Linked DNA regions of Mustela erminea: region 1 is linked to region 2. The links are chromatin contacts, called in public Hi-C maps. All regions are on one chromosome and are shown on one strand. Each heading gives the region's core, a stretch centred on a gene start, on an enhancer-like site or on the middle of the called end of the contact. The rest is flanking DNA. Distances are from core to core; before and after follow the strand shown.

The links. A called contact is a pair of places that touch in the nucleus more often than the background predicts.
Region 1: a contact with region 2 is called in a Hi-C map of skeletal muscle, with 12 times the contacts expected there. The contact joins the promoter of NOP16 here to the promoter of RNF44 in region 2. A contact is called at or near these places in 2 of 3 Hi-C or Micro-C datasets (skeletal muscle and spleen).

What each region holds. Positions count from the first base shown.
Region 1 is chr3:100,315,692-100,318,705 of mMusErm1.Pri, reverse strand. It overlaps NOP16 (nucleolar protein 16), which reads right to left and starts at 1,331. Exons shown (of 5, transcript XM_032336964.1): 1 at 1,074-1,331; 2 at 875-983. The coding sequence starts at 1,107. HIGD2A (HIG1 domain family member 2A, mitochondrial) reads left to right here and starts at 1,390. Exons shown (of 2, transcript XM_032336965.1): 1 at 1,390-1,629; 2 at 1,988-2,401. The coding sequence starts at 1,476. The coding sequence ends at 2,154.
Region 2 is chr3:100,169,095-100,172,058 of mMusErm1.Pri, reverse strand. RNF44 (RING finger protein 44) reads right to left here and starts at 1,664. Exons shown (of 12, transcript XM_032336951.1): 1 at 1,575-1,664.

The DNA.
Region 1 (3,014 bases), core at 82-2,581, 150 kb before region 2:
AGTCCGTTAAGCATCTGCCTTCAGCTTATGTCATGATCTCAGGGTCCCGGGATGGAGCCCCGTGTCAGGATCCCTATGCAGCAGGGAGTCTGCCTCTTCCTCTGCCCTTCCCGTGCTCCACTCTCAGCTTGCTAATAAATAAATAAAATCTTTAAAAAGTATTCAAATAAATAAATAAATAAAAACAATGGGACAAATCCAATCAGCAAGTCCATTCATTAGGTTAACTATTGAGCACTAGTCACATTCTAACCACCAATGAACAAGACACAAGGTCCTTGTCCCCAAGAAGATTATGTTGAGGGAAAGAGGCACATGCAATAAACAAATACATATATAAAACACCATCAAGTATTTACAAGTGCTACGAGTTAAAGCTGGAAATAAATTACTGGGTAAAAGAGTTCTACTTTTTTTAAGTGTGGTGCAGAAAAAGACTTATTTGGGAGAAACTAAGGAAGCCTCAGACCAAGGATATTAGATGACTGGGGGAAGGTGTAAGTAAGAGTAAGTAAAAATCCCAAACTCTGGGGAGTCCTTACTAGGAAAGTGAAGGGCAGAAAAAGATAAATCCTGAGACATACCATTGGGATCCCAAGGGACCCAAACAAGCTCATTTCGGAGGGATAAAGAAAATGAGTGGAGAAGAAAAGAGGGGAGCTCCAACCCAGGTCCAATGTGTGCTGGGAAGTAGGAGGAGGTAGTAAAGAGTTCTTCAACCACAGTCACTGCAAACTGCCGGAGCTGGCTATAGGAAGGTCGCAAACCCAGGAAAGGCGTAGTAAGCGTGGCAATGCACAGGAAGAAGTTCTTAAACTCAGCTAAGTATGGAAGCAAACAGGGATGAAGGGCGAGGACCCTGCCACGTCAGTACCTTTCTCTTACGGAGGGGAACCGCCTTGTTGGGGTCCATAGCCAACCCCATCTCGGCCAGGTTCTGCCGCACGGATTTGGCGTGGTCCCAGGCATGTCGGATGTGGGAGCTATAGGCAAAGAGAGAGAGATCGCGGAACCATCATCTCGCCGGCCGTCCCAGCCGAGGTCCCCTGCCTTCCAAACCCCGGTCCCCTCACCATTCGATCCGTGGCGCTGCTTTCCGTCGAGCATTCCGGTTCAGCCGCTTCCGGTTAACATTGTAACCGAACTTCTGTCTCCTGGTCTTCCCCTTGGCTTTGGGCATTTCCTTGACCACCGAACCGACAGCTAGAACTGGATGCCTCCCACACGCAGCGCCTCGTGTCTCCGACTACTTCCTGTGGATGCTCGCAAGGGTTTGCGGGCTTTTTCGGGAAATGTAGTCCATCCTGTAGAGACCTCATGCAGATTACTATAATGACTACGACTCCCAGAATGCAACGAGCGGTTGGCGTCTGCGTACAAGCTCAGCAAATCCCTTTCCCCCACTCCCCTTCAATGACCTCATCAGAAGGCGGAGCTTAGCGTTCGCATTTTTTCCCAAAGCAGCTTCCCGGGACATGGCGGCTCCTGGTCCTGTGACTCCGGGGCCACCCTTTGAACCAGCACAGCCCCCAGTCATTGAGGGCTTTAGCCCCAGTATCTACCGCACTCAAGAAAGCTTCAAGGAAAAATTTATTCGCAAGACCCGCGAGAACCCAATGGTACCCATAGGTAAGCAGGTGTCATAGGAACTGTAGACGGAGAGGATAGTGATGTCTGAGGGAATGAATTAGGTGAGGACCGGGAATGCCTAGGGGGAAGGGAGTGAGAGCGGACCAGAGTTGTGGCGCCGAGGCCGGGGGGTGAGAGGTGATCCTGATTGGAGCAGGAGTTGGGCGGGATTGGGGCCCTGAGATAGGGCGAGCCCTGTAACTGGGAGGACCCTTCCTCCGCCAGACCCTCCCACTAGGCCCCCTCTGCCTCCGCCGTTACTCAGAGCTCTGGACTCCGAGTACTGGAGGCCCACGGGGGGGAGGGGCCTCCAGGGCCGGAACGTGCTACTCCCCCACTTACTTTGTCCCCTCCTCAGGCTGCCTGGGCACGGCGGCCGCCCTCACCTACGGCCTCTACTGCTTCCACCGGGGTCAGAGCCGGCGCTCTCAGCTCATGATGCGCACTCGGATCGCTGCCCAGGGCTTCACGGTCGCAGCCATCTTGCTGGGTCTGGCTGCATCTGCTATGAGGTCTCGATCCTGAGTCGGAGACCTGGCCTTGAACGTTACACAGAGATCATTCCCGGCCCCAGGCGCAACCACCGGCCCCGCTACCTGACTTATTCCTTCGTCTCCCCTGACAAGGCCCCTATCAGCGGGCGAGGAAGTGGCCAATTGTGTAACTGACAGGTGTTTTTTCGGGAATCTCGGATTCGTTTGTTTGGGTGTTGCATACTTGTATTTGTGCCCCACTCTCTTCACTTCCTACTTAATAAACTGATCCACTTGTAGTTTGGTGAATTCATTCTCAATCTAGCACCCCCAGGGTTTTTGGTCTTTGGTTTTAGGAGATTGTCTAAAGACTATAGGGGCCCTTAGAAATCTTGCAGTCTAATGATTACCAAACTTTTCTGGTAACAATCACCTGGGGGAACTTGTTAAAGTTAGATATTCGGTAGAGTGATGCTATTTGAAAAAACAACAACAACAACAACAACTGATCTTCCCAACAATCTTCAGACCTTCAACTGGAAACCCTTCCTTCAGTTGAGGCTGGCCATGGCCCTGCCCCAGGCAGGGAGGTTCTGCCCTCCACTTTGCTTCTGCTCCTCACCCCACTCCCACCTCCTGAGAGCATCTAGACTCCACTGATGTAGACTACCCCCACTTGGTTCTTGATGCATCTTAAAGAACAGGAAACTGAGCCTCAGAGAAGGCAGCATGGTGGAGTGGTAAGAGTGTAGTCACAAAGCTTGCCATTGTTCTGTGTATCTAGTGTTTTAGGATTAAGGAAGAAAAGGGGCTGGAGACCTTGAGTGAACTCTACAAGAGGCAACCTGTGAGTTTCTCATTCATGCAAAGTCTCAAGTATTCTTGGACTGTGGTCAGATCTAAAGTCTGATT
Region 2 (2,964 bases), core at 415-2,914:
ACACAGCACAGCCTGGTAGAGCCAGCCTGGGACAAAGACCTCCTAGCTACCACTGAGCATTGCGGACCTGAGCCCAGAGCCTCATACATCCCACATTGGGGGTTGATGGCCTCCCTGCCAAGTCCTCTCTGCTCAGGACACGCCTGAACACACCACCTTCACATCTGAGCTCCAAGCTTTGGCTCCCCTAAAAAGAAGTGGCTGTTTGTGCATATGGGGGTAGGGCAGGGCGTCCATTAAGGTGTTCACGGGCCTGGGGCTCAGGTCAGGGGTACTTTTAGTTCTAAGTTGGGTCAGTTATTTGGCTTTTCTCTACCTTAGTCTTATCTGTAAAATCAAGACAATAACACTAGTGACACATAATATTTACTGAGCACTTAGTGTGCACCACTATTATTCATCTCCTACAGGCTACTGAGGACAGGCACACACTGATGGTTAAATACAGAGCCTCTGGTCAGCCTGTCTGAGCTTGGAGCCTGGCTCTGCCCCTTATTAGCTATGTCATTTTGAGGAAGTCACCACCTTTTTACAGCTCAGTTTGGCCAGGGGTAAAACGGAGGGGACAGTACCTACCTCAGTGGGTCAACAGTTTCTCCCACTGTGTGTGCATCTTTGACCGACCTGCCCAACTTTCTGAGTCTGGGTCTGCACCTGAGTGTGTGAGTTTTGTGGGCACCGTGTTGGAAGGGGTTCCCCTTTCTGACTCCCTCCCCGCTGCAGCTCTGGCCGCTGTAACTCCCGGGGTCTGCAGAGGTGGGAGCAAGTACTATCACATCATCCAGAGATGAAAACCGGGGGCCTGCAGGAGTGCGGCACCTGGCAGACCCAAGGAAATGAGTTCAACTGGATTCCCCACTTTCTCTCCATGTAAGTTTCTCTCTTGAGGGCCAGGCTTCCTACCCCGTCCTGTTCACACCACCGCCCTGACCCCCGACAGCCCCTGAAGTTCGAGTCTAGAGATCCTTAGGCAACGGAAGCTGTGTGACCTTGCATAAGACACACACCCTCTCTGGACCGCCGCCCCCGCACCCGCCCCCGCATTCTGCCATTCTGAAAGCTGTATCGACGGCGCTGGGGTGTGGTGGCCTGTTCCTCGGACCCGCAGAGGCTCCAGGGCAAGGCTCGGGAAGCTCTGGCTCCCCAGCGGCTGGCACAAGGAGCGCTGGTAAAATGTTTGGAAGGACGTTACGAAGCCGGAGGACTGCGGCGCCACTTTAGTTCCTGTTCCCTGACAACCGGGCCCCTGCGCGAGCCGGAACCCGCGCGGGGTGGGGGTGGGGGTGGGTGCCGGTCGGGTCACGTGCGGGGCGCAGGGCACTCTGGGACTCGTAGTTCGTGGGGGGCTGTCCCCAAACGGGGGCACTAGGACCTAGCGGGCGGGCGGACGCCCTGGTGAGCGGAGCACCTCCGGCTCCCGGTCCCGGGACACGGAGCTCAGCACTGCAGACGCAGGCAGAGGCCTCGCTGGAAGTCCCTGAGCTACTCTGTCAGCCCGCGACCGCCCCCTATCGCTCCGTCCTCGCTGGCCTCGAGCCTGAGGCGCATGGCGCAGGGTCCCAGCCAGGCGTTACCTGGGACCGCGGCTGGGCTCCACCCCAACCGGGCGGCCGGCGAGTCGCTCCCGCTGCAGCCCGGGGTCCGGGTCCCGCTGCGGCCTGAGCGCCGCCTGCCGCGGCCCCCCCTCTGTTCCCGTGCAGTGGAACCGTCCGCAGACCTCACCACCCGGGCGCGCGGCCTACGGCGGCTGCGCAGCTTCACCCCCAATCTTGTGCGCGTGTGGAACTACCTGGACCGCACCAAGTGCACAAGAGCGGAGGGTGGAGGAGGCGGGGCGCCTCTAGGCCACGCCCCTCAGAGTGCGGCGGCAGAGGGCGTGCAAGGGCGAAGCATTAGGGCCTGGCATCCCAGCGGCTCACTTACTACCCGCGTGATGTTGGGCGAGCGAGTGACTCTGTCTTGTCTGTGAAATGCAGAACATAACGCGACTCCATGCCCGTTCAAAGAACCTTTGCTGCCCGGAGAGTTTGTCCCCCTCCCCGGCTTCGGATTGGGGGGGTAGGGTCAGTAATACAGAGTAAAGACTGCCGTCCGTAGATGTTCCCAGCTTTGGTCCCTTCTCTAAGCCTGTTTTCTCGTCTTCGAACTGCGAGCGCCGATCCCCTTTTCGAGAGGTTAGGAGACTCCAGTGACAATAGGACGGATATGCCCATCGCTAGAGACACCCCGGAGCAGAGCTGACCGCCCCCTCCTCTGGCCGGACATTCCCCACTCCCAGAGCGGATCCTTGATCCTGGTGGCCCCGCGTCCGTGGGCGGTTTAGCCGGGCGAGGACTACAACTACAACTCCCAGCCTGCCCCGCGCCCGCCAGGTCGATCCCGTTGTAGTCCCTGCAGGCCTCGCCTGGTAGAGGCTGCCCCACGATCCGGAGATGGGCTCCTCTGACAGATGCTTGGAGGCCGTCTTATTTTTTAAAGCTTCCATTTGTTGAGTTTCTATCACGTGTAAAGCAATGTTCTAAGTGCTTAACATGAATTAACTTCGTTATTCCTTAAAGTCTAACAACTCGGAGAGAGAAAATTATTATTATCCCTGTTCTATAGATTTGAAAACCGAGGCATTAGTGAGGTGAAGAAATGTTGCTAGGAAGTGGCAGACTCCAAGATTTCTACTCACTCCTGACACCTGGAGACTGCTTTCTGCCTTACTCCGGTTCATCCTTTAACAAACCTGTTTCTTCCTTCCCCTTTCCCTCATCAGAACTCCATCTACAGTAAGGTGTAATTTAGAATATATTTTACAGATAAACACTAAAATGCACAAGCCCTTATGTGTATAGCTTAGTGAACTTTTCATAAATGTATGCCTCCGTATAACTAAAACTCCAGTCAAGATTGAGAACATTTTCATCACCCCAGAAGGTCCCTCTTACCTACTTCAAGTCATTTCCCTCCAGACATAAC